3 separate regions of the Sus scrofa genome follow, and all the other regions are linked to region 1. Evidence: chromatin contacts called from public Hi-C and promoter capture Hi-C data. All regions are on one chromosome and are shown on one strand. Each heading gives the region's core, a stretch centred on a gene start, on an enhancer-like site or on the middle of the called end of the contact. The rest is flanking DNA. Distances are from core to core; before and after follow the strand shown.

Region 1 (3,619 bases), core at 1,106-3,605:
GAAGAAAATATAGGTATAAAACATCAGGACTTTGGGGAGTTCCCATTGTGGCGCAGCAGAAACGAATCCAACTAGGAACCATGGGGTTGTGGGTTTGGTCCCTGGCCTTGCTCAGTGGGTTAAGGATCCGGTGTTGCCGTGAGCTGTGGTGTAGGCTGCAGATGCGGCTTGCAGATGTGGCTTGGATCTGGTATTACTGTGGCTGTGGTGTAGGCCAGCAGCTATAGTTCCGATTTGACCCCTAGCCTGGGAACATGCATATGCTGTGTGAGTGTGGCCCTAAAAAGCAAAAACAAAAAAACAAAAAATCAGGACTTTGGATTTGGCAATGGATTTGTCTCAGATATGACAATGAAAGCAGTATCAACAACAAAAAAGATAAATTGGACTTAATCAAAATTCAAAACTAATGTACACCCATGGAGATTATGAGTGGAAAAATACCTATAGGAGAAAATATTTGTATATTATATATCTAATAAGGGTGTAGTATTCAGAATATATAAAGAATTCTTAAAATTCAACATCAAGACAAGCCAATTCAAATACATGAAAAGACCTCTTATGCACTGCTAGTGGGATTATGAAACGGTACAACTTCTATGGAAAAAAGAGCGGATGTTCCTTAAAAAAATAAAAATAGAACTACCATATGATCCAGCAATCCAACTTCTGGGTATATATTCAAAATAACTGAAAGCAAGGTCTCGAAGAGATATATGCACACTTAACGTTAATACCAGCAGTATTCACAAAAGCCGAGAGGTAGGAAAAACCCAAATGTTCATTGACAGATGAGTTGATAAAATCTGAGAGATGGGATGTAATCTTGGAAAGAAAATATTTTTATTTTGAATGCAAGAGGTCTTTTAAGAAAAATATACCCCTAGCCTGGGAAATTCCATATGCCGCGGGAGTGGCCCAAGAAATGGCAAAAAGACCCCCCCCCCAAAAAAAAAAAACAACAGTGGTTAACGAATCCGACTAGGAACCATGAGGTTGCGGGTTCGATCCCTGCCCTTGCTCAGTGGGTTAACGATCTGGCGCTGCCATGAGCTGTGGTGTAGGTCGCAGACGCGGCTCGGATCCAGCATTGCTGTGGCCCTGGTGTAGGCCAGCGGCTTCAGCTCCGATTAGACCCCTAGCCTGGGAACTTCCATATGCCGCGGGAGCGGCCCAAGAAATGGCAAAAAGACCAAAAAAAAAAAAAAAAAAAAAGAAAAATATGAAGTAAATATGTAATAGATAATAAATGTTCCTTCAGGGTACTGTTAGATAGACGTTAGATCTGGGTTCTCATTCTCCCAGGAATGTTCTGGAGGACTATCAAATGCACTGTGTCTTTCCCACATCTGTCTTCTATTAAGAGTTGTATCATTACTGATTCAAGATTTACTCTAATACACTTATTCTCCCTCTGCTGGTCGGCTCCATACTATCACACTCTGCTAGACTAATGCATATCACAGCTAGGGTTATGATCATTTAACACATATTTACTGAGCCTTACTTATTATATGCCATGCACTTTGGCGCCTCCTGAGTATACCACAGTGAAGGTAAGTCATGAGCCTGGGCTAATTTACCATCTAGGAGGCGAAAGAGACCATAAGCAAACCATTTATATATCATGAGTACACAGTACTGTAAAGGGAACTAGTGCTATACTAGAGAATACAATTTCTGGTTTTGAGATTAGGAAAGGCTTCTCTTAGGAAAGACATCTAATCTTAAAGACTGGTAGGGCATTAAGGAATAGCGACAGGTGAGTTTGGGACTGCGGAAATTTTCTGTGAAGTCAGGTTAAGAAATTTGAAAAGCACTGCAGCGGAAAACGGTGCATTGCTAGCAAGGGAGTGAAAGAATTTTGCGTTTTAAAAGGATCGCAGAAGCAAGACAGCAGGGAGACTTCATGCTTTATGTAGAGGCACCAGGACTTGGTAATTAAGGTTACCCGCTTGCGCGACGGGGTGGCAGAGTGCATCTGCTGTGCTAGAACGATAACTGCAGAGCGGTTAGAGGATTAGCGGATGATCGAGTGCTTAAGGAAAATACAAATGGCAGCGTTCAAAGCGTCTTGTTCTAAACAGCCGGCACCAGGGCAGGGAACACTCCTAAAGAGGAAATCTTCCGAAGGAGGCTGAGGTCCAGGAGAGCCCAGATCCTGCTCTCCTTTGGTATCATCAGAAGCAGTGCCTGGGACGGAGCAGGTCTCCCCTCCACGGGAGGAGAACACTGCAAAGTAGAGGTGATGGAGATTCTAACCTTCAGAACTAAACCCGGAAGCCTCACTAGAGCGGCCCGCGGAGTTTATCTTCCAATCGCTCTTTAGCCCCCACCCAGAAGTACCGCCCACTCACGCTCACTTCCGCTATCCCAAGCGTTCGACCATCTCGCGAGAACTGGAAGCGCCTATGTGACCTGGGCTAAGCGGAAGTTGGATCTCTTTTTCGTGGCGCCTCGGAGGCGGTCGGCCGCTTGAGGATGAAGGTAGAAACTGCTGAAGAGTGTTGGGCCAGGCTTGAAGAACGTGGGTCGAACTCCCGGACACAACGTTGCCGGAGTCTTAGCTCTTCAAAATTCTGGGTCTAGATAGAGAAGGGTCTGAGGAAGGAGAAGGATCGCTTTTCTGGTGCTGGAGCTCTTTGGGAGAGCGGATGGCGAGCGATTGCAGCTGGAGCTGTGCCGGGCTCGAGGAGCGCCATGGTGGCGTCCTGCCGCCAAGCCAGGATAGAGACGGCGCTGCTGCCCTATTGGCGGCGTGTAGGTCGGCCTCCTTGCTCTGAGAGAGCGAACGGCTGCGGAGCCGCTTTCCCCCGGGCTTCTTTTCGCTAGGCCTAAAAAATGTGTCCTGTTTTTAGTACGGTGTTACGGTGATTATGCACACACGTGCTTTAGTGAGTAAAATTGGTGAGAAACCTTTCTGCAGTTTTTGTAGGGGTGACATGAAATGCTTTTTGTATCGGTTCTGCGATTTTCATGAAGTTCCTTTCCTCTCGTTCATAATTAGTTGAACATCTCTTTCCCGGCCACTGGCTGCCAAAAACTCATTGAAGTGGACGATGAGCGAAAACTTCGTACATTTTATGAGAAACGCATGGCCACAGAAGTTGCTGCTGACGCTCTGGGTGAAGAATGGAAGGTAAAAGTTAACTGCTGAATTGAATTGTTAGAGCTATTTAAGAGAAAGAATGGTAATTGGTAAACGCAGTAGGGTTCTGTCTTCTGATCTTGAGATGGTTCCAAATGTCACTTTTACAAGGTGGAGCTGTCATTTGGAGGGGTTACGTAGGTCAAATTAAAAAATACAGTTCTTGCTCTACGAACTAATGTTCTCCAAAGGGTATCCTCGAAAGTGCCAAGAAGGGTTGTTTCCTGATTTATTGCTCTTTGGTACTTTGTTTTTTTTAACATCTTTTGTCCCCAGGAGCTGTTCTGGTAAAGCACAGGTTAAAAATACGACCTGATTGAAAGGAATTTGTTAACTGAACTTGGCAAATTGGAAGTATAGCCAAAATTTAGTGACCAGAGCAAAAGATTAAGTTTGAAATTGGTGTTAATGAACTGTACTTGTAAAATTGAAGGTGTACTTCAAAGAAGCCACAATCCTTTGTCCTGT
Region 2 (3,588 bases), core at 775-3,274, 160 kb after region 1:
GTAAATTACTCCAACATACAACTTCAAAATTTCTAACATCACAGTTTTTCCATTATTCAAATAAACAAGTCTAAACAGTAGACTAAATGAGGTACTAGGGCCAGTCAAGTGACATTATCAGTTCAGTAAAATCAGTTAATACAAAAGATAGACCCCTAATCGCAATCATCTGTGGCAAAAAGTGGCCACAGGGGATGCCAATGAAGGGAAAGTGTGGATTGAGTTGGCCATTACTAGAAAAACAAGTCAAAGAAAGCCTATATGAGAGATTAACCTCATGCACACAAATCTAAGTTCATCTTCGAGTTCCAGTCTCACACCAAGAAGGCAGTTTATCGAATTTTTAACAGTAATACAAAGAACAAGGCAAAAAATAAAATAGAGCGGGGTTTTTTCATGGTAAATGCAGATAACCTTCCATGTTCAGAAAGTTTTCCTTTTACAACCAGTTTTGCTCCTATCACGTGTACACTTAAAATCCTACAACGCTTCGCATTTCAGATAATATGATCACCTCAAATCAAGTATTTATTGAAAACTTATAGCCTTAGCACTAACGTTCTCTATCTTACTATACCATTCACCTTCTTAATTGGGAGACGGGAAGGGAAGACCTACTCCTACAGTAAATTGAGGTCTAGGGAGAACACCTTAACACGAGTTTGCACACAATTAAGCAGGCTCAGTAAATCAATTACCCAGACTACAATGCTTGACAATCTCTCTGAAGCAAAAACACAGACAGCTGAGGGTTCATTACTGGAGATGACTCTTTCCCTCACGTTTGCACAAGTAACTTCGGGTAACTGATCTAAATTTCCTCCTGTGAAACAAACATGGGGGGGGTATTTAAAAACCGGGTCATTCCTTATTAATTCTGATGAGGCACGATCTCCAAGGAAAAGGTCTATGAATCAGAAAAAAAGAGTTCAGTGATACAAGACAGCATCCTCAATGCAAAAAAGTTACAGCTTTTTTCTGCACTAGGGACTCCTTAGTTGGTTTTATTTGTGTTTTGTCACTCACTCAGAGTTGAATGGAACCTGCCTTCCTAAAAGTCATCCCCAACAAAGAAGCCCTGAGAATCCGCCACGCTAAAGCGGATAAGGAAACGTCCTCAATCCACCTGCACACCTGCCCAGGTCCCCAGGTGCCCCGCTCTGTCTTCCAGCAACTCTCGAGACCCCAACCTTAGCTCTTCATCCGCTCTATGTCAACCCCCTCGGGAGCCCCAGTCCCAGCCCCTTTCCCCCTGCCCCCATCCAGGCGGCCGTCTCCCTGGCTGTCCAGAAGGCCCGAACCCCTCGCGCTTCCTTGCACCGCCAGGGCTCTCAGCAGCCCGAGCGAGACCCGGGGAGGCCCTTCCTGGCGCAGCCTCTCCCCTTCACACTCCGCAGGTTCCGGGGACTCCACGCCTCCGGAAATCGCGGAGAAACGAGGCCGGGAATGCCAGCCCCCGCCACTCTCCGCCTCTTTGGCGACCCCCCGCTGGCTGGCCCTCGGAACTCAGCCCTCCGAGTTGCTACCTGCCCAACGCCCTCCCGGCCCGGGAGCGCGGGCCCGGCTGACGCGCGGCGCAGGACTCCTCTGCGAAAGGCCCTCTGCCGCAGACTCACCTGCCGCCCGCTCCTCCTTCAGCGCCACCCGGGCACAACCTATTCCTGGGGCATGAAAGAACCGGCTTCGGGCCTGGACGCTCTCCGCAGGGCAGAGAGGGGGACGTGCTCCCGCGGCGGCCGCCGCCGCTGCCACCTCGGCCCGAACTGCGCCTGCGCCGCCTCTCGGGCTGGGTTTCGAGGGGCGCCGCTTGCTGCGAGGGGTAATGGCTGGGAGCGCAAGCTCGCTACGGCGCCTCGGTTCACCAGAGGCTGGCGGTGCGAGCAGTGGGTTGCCTAGGAGCTGCGTGCTGCGCTGCCACCCCGACAGCTGACGGCCATATTTCTGTTCCCTTTTTCTTTTTTTCCTCCCCCTCCTTCCGCCCCTTCCACAGAACCGCACTTTCCTTCCACCCCTCCCTCTCCCTTTCCTACTGCGGGGGCGGTGGAAAAGGGCGTGGGGGAGGGGTGGGGATGGGAGGACGCTGGGGGCGGGGCAACGCTCGAGCCCCGCCCCCAAGGAGGGCTTAAGCCGCTTGGTCACTGCTCCCCTCCCCCAGCACCTACCTCCCGATTCCTGCGGAGCGCAGGGTCAGAGCCCAGCCAGCCTGCGAGCATCCACGCGGCGAGTCCCAGCCGTAACAGAGCTAGGGGAAAAAAGGCGCCGGGTACTGTTTGCACCCCCTTTCTGCGGGGCTCAGACTCCCGCTGTGTGGTATGGCTTTATTGCCTTGGCCTCAGGCAGGTAGTGGCTGCTCCTGTAGGGTTTTTCAAAGACCACGAAGGTGACACGGAGTCGCTCAAAGTCACTGAGGACAGTGCCAAGAGGGATGCAAATTTCTGGAGAGAAGTTTCCTTCCCAGGTGGGAGTTGGGATTCGTACCTCGGACTAGGGGCGGGCCTCCTAGGCCGGAGAGAGACCCAGGCGACTGGCTCTTCCCAAAATCGCCTCCCGGTTGCAGCGACCCATGAGAGCCTTTGGCAGGGCTTGGTGTCTCTGTCTCGGCCGAGATTTGGGGATGGAACTTGGAATGTGGACATGATTCTTTAATCAATCTTGGAGTTCCCATTGTGGAGCAGGCGGCGAAAACAAATCCGACTAGTATTCATGAGGACGCAGGTTCAATCCCTGCCTCGCTCAGTGGGTGGGGGATCCACCGTTCCCAGGAGCTGTGGTGTAGGAGCTCCGATCCTCAGTTGCTGTGCCTAGGCCGGCAGGTACAGCTCCAATTCCACCCCTAGCCTGGGAACTTACATATATGCGCTGGGTGCAGCCCTAAAAAGCAAAAAAAAAAAAAAAGAAAAGAAAAAATTCAGTCTTCTCCTGCCTCCTGACTAAATGTAGCCTCCTGATCGTCAGTCACCTAAATACAAATTTTGAAAGATATTAACTGCGTTTTGAAATAATTATATATGTAATTATATATGAAAAAAATAACATCTAGTTATTCTGAAAGAAGCAAATAGTTTGAAACAAATTCGGAGAACTTTTTTACTTCTGAATGACAACAAAAAATTTGTGTCCCCACAGATTCCTTGGCGGGTTGGAATTAGAACTGTCAAGATTTGTGCATATGTAATGAGTATCCACATACATAATGATCATTTTCCTGAGAATTACTGCTATCCTCATTAAATCTGTATTTTTGCTGAGAAGTATGAGATTAAACCTCAGTCATGAGGAGCGTGTTGTCCATTTACTTCTGAAGCTTATTGCATATGTGGATAGTTTAAATTTTGTAGTTGAGGAGTTCCCGTCATGGCGAAATGGTTAATGAATCCGACTAGGAACCATGAGGCTCGCTCAGCCGGTTAACAATCCGGTGTTGCCGTGACCTGGGGTGTAGATTGCAGACGCATTGAGATCCATGGCTGTGGCTCTGGTGTAGGCCAGTGGCTACAGCTCCGATTAGACTCCTAGCCTGGGAATAAAAATAATTAAAATAAATTTTGCAGCTGATAGCAAACTATTTCCCTAATCATGTGAGCAGTA
Region 3 (3,320 bases), core at 6-2,505, 240 kb after region 1:
ACATCCTTCCCACCCCGTCCTTAACACACTGTATCAGGCTAGGAATCCAACCAATGTCTCAGCGCTGGCAAGTCGCTGCAGAGCCTGTTGGGCCCACAGCAGGAACTCCCACTAGGGAACTTTTTTTTTTTTTGGCCTTTTGCCATTTCTAGGGCCACTTCTGCGGCATATGGAGGTTCCCAGGCTAGGGGTCGAATTGGAGCTGTAGCCGCCGGGCCTAAGCCAGAGCCACAGCAACACGGTCTGAGCAGCGTCTGCGACCTACACCACAGCTCACCGCAACGCGGGATCCTTAACCCACTGAGCAAAGCCAGATCGAACCCGCAAACTCCTGATGATTTGTTTATTTAAAAAGAAAACGCATAACCCACAACTTTTTAAAAAAGAGGTCATCCTGCATAGTAAACATAGGCAGCAATCACCCCAGGGTGATTTTAGTCTTGATGAGGAAACAAAAGAGACTGAGGGTAGTCTCACAACTTTTGGAAATTCCGATTCAACTTTAAATTAGGCAGATGTTTGAGGAACTGATTTTATTTATTTATTTATTTATTTTTTGTCTTTTTTTTTGTTGTTGTTGTTGTTGCTATTTCTTGGGCCGCTCCCGCGGCATATGGAGGTTCCCAGGCTAGGGGTTGAATCGGAGCTGTAGCCACCGGCCTACGCCAGAGCCACAGCAACGCGGGATCCGAGCCGTGTCTGCGACCTACACCACAGCTCACGGCAACGCCGGATCGTTAACCCACTGAGCAAGGGGCAGGGACCGAACCCGCAACCTCATGGTTCCTAGTCGGATTCGTTAACCACTGCACCACGACGGGAACTCCAGGAACTGATTTTAAAGTCTAAAGAGCAGCAAAACCGCAATCTCTACAGATCCTTCCTGGGTTGGAATTTCACAAAACTGTAGGACTTATTTCCTTGCTATAAGTAACAGTCTAGACGCCACCGTTACCATTTTTAAAGACAGTTCTACTCCGAGGACTGATAGAAATCAACAGTTTAGTTACAGGCTGTCCCCAACACTCCTCCACCGCCTTTTGCAAAGCAACTACGCCTGCGTAGGCGCTGGCGCATTTTTGCCGGGCGCTGGGCCCCTCAGCTCTCCTGACTTAGGCAGGGCCCCCGCCAACGCAGGACAGACCCCGCCCCCGCCAAAGGCGCGCAGCTGCCTCTAAGGTCTCGGATTTCAAGAGGCCTCGGGTCACGTGGTGCGGGGCGGGTTATAAAGCCAGGCGCTGTAGGGCCCAGCTCTGTTGACTGCCGCGCTGATTTCCCGGGCTCTCGACTCTAATTTGCTGCTGGTCGGTGGGTGTGCGCCTCTTTCTGTGGTTTCTCCTGGCTGCTCGGCGCCGGCGGGCTTCAGGCTGGTCTCTCGCGGCCTCACGGCGGTTTCCGGCCCCGGCTGGGAAGGGGCGGTCTCCTGGGCTTGCGCTTTCCACCCTCGCTTTTGATGGTTGAGGCTTCTTTTCTGGCCGCTGCTATAGTGCGGTTGTAGCTTCTTGGCTTGGTTGCGGGTTAACAGTTTCCATTTGTTCCGAAAGGACATTATTAAAAGGAAACGCGGGAGAAAATCGTCTTAAGCCAGAATTTTCTGGGGGTACGCAGTGACATGCCGGCCTATTGATACTGGCCTTCAGCGTGGTTCTTGTTTCATGTAAAACACACTCTTGGCGGCAGTGTGAACTTACTGGCCTGGAAGTGATGGACAGAGGGTGTTCGGGTTCCTTCCTTCCCAGTTCTGCTGCTCAGCTGTAGGGCTGTTTGGTGTGGCTGTGGGTCGTTGGGGACAATAAGTTGACATTTAAAAGCGTCCTGAAAATTTTTTCTGTTCTTCGGAGCACTCCGTTTCTCCTGTGCTTAATGTCCTTTGAACTAGTTTCAGCCCTTTGACAAAGAATAAATTCCCCTCAAAGTGCTTCTTCTTGATCGTCTTGACTATCCAAGACGTCTTCTACTTGAAAGGCAGCTTTAGTTTTAACATGGATTTTTTTTTTTTTTTTTGGGGTCTTTTTCTAGGGCCGCACCCGCGGCACAGGGAGGTTCCCAGGCTAGGGGTCTAATTGGAGCTACAGCCGCCAGCCTGCGCCCGAGCTACAGCAACTCCGGATCCGAGCAGTGTCTGCAACCTACACCACAGCTCATGGCAAGGCCGGATCCTAACCCACTGAGCGAGGCTAGGGATTGAACCCGCAACCTCATCGTTCCTAGTCGGATTCGTTAACCACTGAGCCACGATGGGAACTCCTTAACATGGATTTTTACTTGGTTAGCATTTTTGCCCACAGATAGTTCTCTTCCAAAGGCATCTCAAATGTCCTGGTGGGGAAAATATTGAATTGTACACTTTAAGTGGGTGAATTATACACGTGAGCTCCGAAGCATCTGGGAATGTATTTACCCAGGGGAGAGTTCTGAGAGTCAGAGGGTGGGAAGAAGTGCCAGCTACCCTTAACTTCATCTCTGTTCTCCTTCCTTTGCTTGAAACTAGCTTTTGCTTTGGTTGGGGGTGGAATTTGGGAGAGTCTTTTTTTTTTTTTTGTCTTTTTTGTTGTTGTTGTTGTTGCTATTTCTTGGGCCGCTCCCGCGGGCATATGGAGGTTCCCAGGCTAGGGGTTGAATCAGAGCTGTAGCCACCGGCCTACGCTAGAGCCACAGCAACGCGGGATCCGAGCCGCGTCTGCAACCTACACCACAGCTCACGGCAACGCCGGATCGTTAACCCACTGAGCAAGGGCAGGGACCGAACCCGCAACCTCATGGTTCCTAGTCGGATTCGTTAACCACTGCGCCACGACGGGAACTTCGGGGAGAGTCTTATTACAATGTCCTGAAATAAATTTCTCTTCCACAGATTTCTTACTCCAGGAAGAAACATGGCATCCGTTGCTGTTGAATCACAACCGGTAGGATTTTTAAATAGCTGTTTCTTGATTCCGTTACCTCCCCCGTGTGTTTTGGAAGTTAACACCTCTCTCCCCCTTGGTTGCAGAGTGTGGTGACAAGGGTGGCCAACCTACCCTTGGTGAGCTCCACGTATGACCTTGTCTCCTCGGCTTATATCAGTACAAAGGATCAGTATCCCTACTTGAAGTCTCTGTGTGAGATGGCAGAGAAGGGCGTCAAGACCATCACCTCCGTGGCCATGTCCGGTGCTCTCCCTATCATCCAGAAGCTAGAGCCTCAGAGTAAGTTCCCATTTCCCCTCACAATTTAGTCCCAGGTATTCAGGAGTGAGCCTGAAGCTGGCCTGAATATTATAAATGTCTGTGTTGGGCCCTAAGCACACAATAGCTATGCTAGGGAATCCTCAGCCTTTT

The links. Promoter capture Hi-C pulls out the DNA fragments that hold promoters and counts their contacts. Hi-C and Micro-C count contacts between places; a contact is called where the count stands out from the background.
Region 2: a promoter capture Hi-C map of fetal liver shows a contact between it and region 1, with 2.1 times the contacts expected there. The contact joins the promoter of DENND4C here to the promoter of RPS6 in region 1. A contact is called at or near these places in 1 of 5 promoter capture datasets (fetal liver), 3 of 47 Hi-C or Micro-C datasets (heart right ventricle, liver and psoas muscle) and 1 of 2 datasets of contacts at active chromatin or transcription factors (skeletal muscle).
Region 3: a contact with region 1 is called in a Hi-C map of embryonic fibroblasts, with 1.9 times the contacts expected there. The contact joins the promoter of PLIN2 here to the promoter of RPS6 in region 1. A contact is called at or near these places in 2 of 5 promoter capture datasets (fetal liver and liver), 4 of 47 Hi-C or Micro-C datasets (embryonic fibroblasts, heart right ventricle, liver and 1 more) and 2 of 2 datasets of contacts at active chromatin or transcription factors (alveolar macrophages and skeletal muscle).

The regions. Positions count from the first base shown.
Region 1 is chr1:203,442,005-203,445,623 of Sscrofa11.1, forward strand. RPS6 (40S ribosomal protein S6) reads left to right here and starts at 2,356. Exons shown (of 6, transcript XM_003121890.4): 1 at 2,356-2,490; 2 at 3,011-3,142. The coding sequence starts at 2,485.
Region 2 is chr1:203,599,274-203,602,861 of Sscrofa11.1, forward strand. DENND4C (DENN domain-containing protein 4C) reads right to left here and starts at 2,025. Exons shown (of 33, transcript XM_021063184.1): 1 at 1,617-2,025.
Region 3 is chr1:203,682,792-203,686,111 of Sscrofa11.1, forward strand. It overlaps PLIN2 (perilipin 2), which reads left to right and starts at 1,256. Exons shown (of 8, transcript NM_214200.2): 1 at 1,256-1,308; 2 at 2,855-2,906; 3 at 2,993-3,188. The coding sequence starts at 2,877.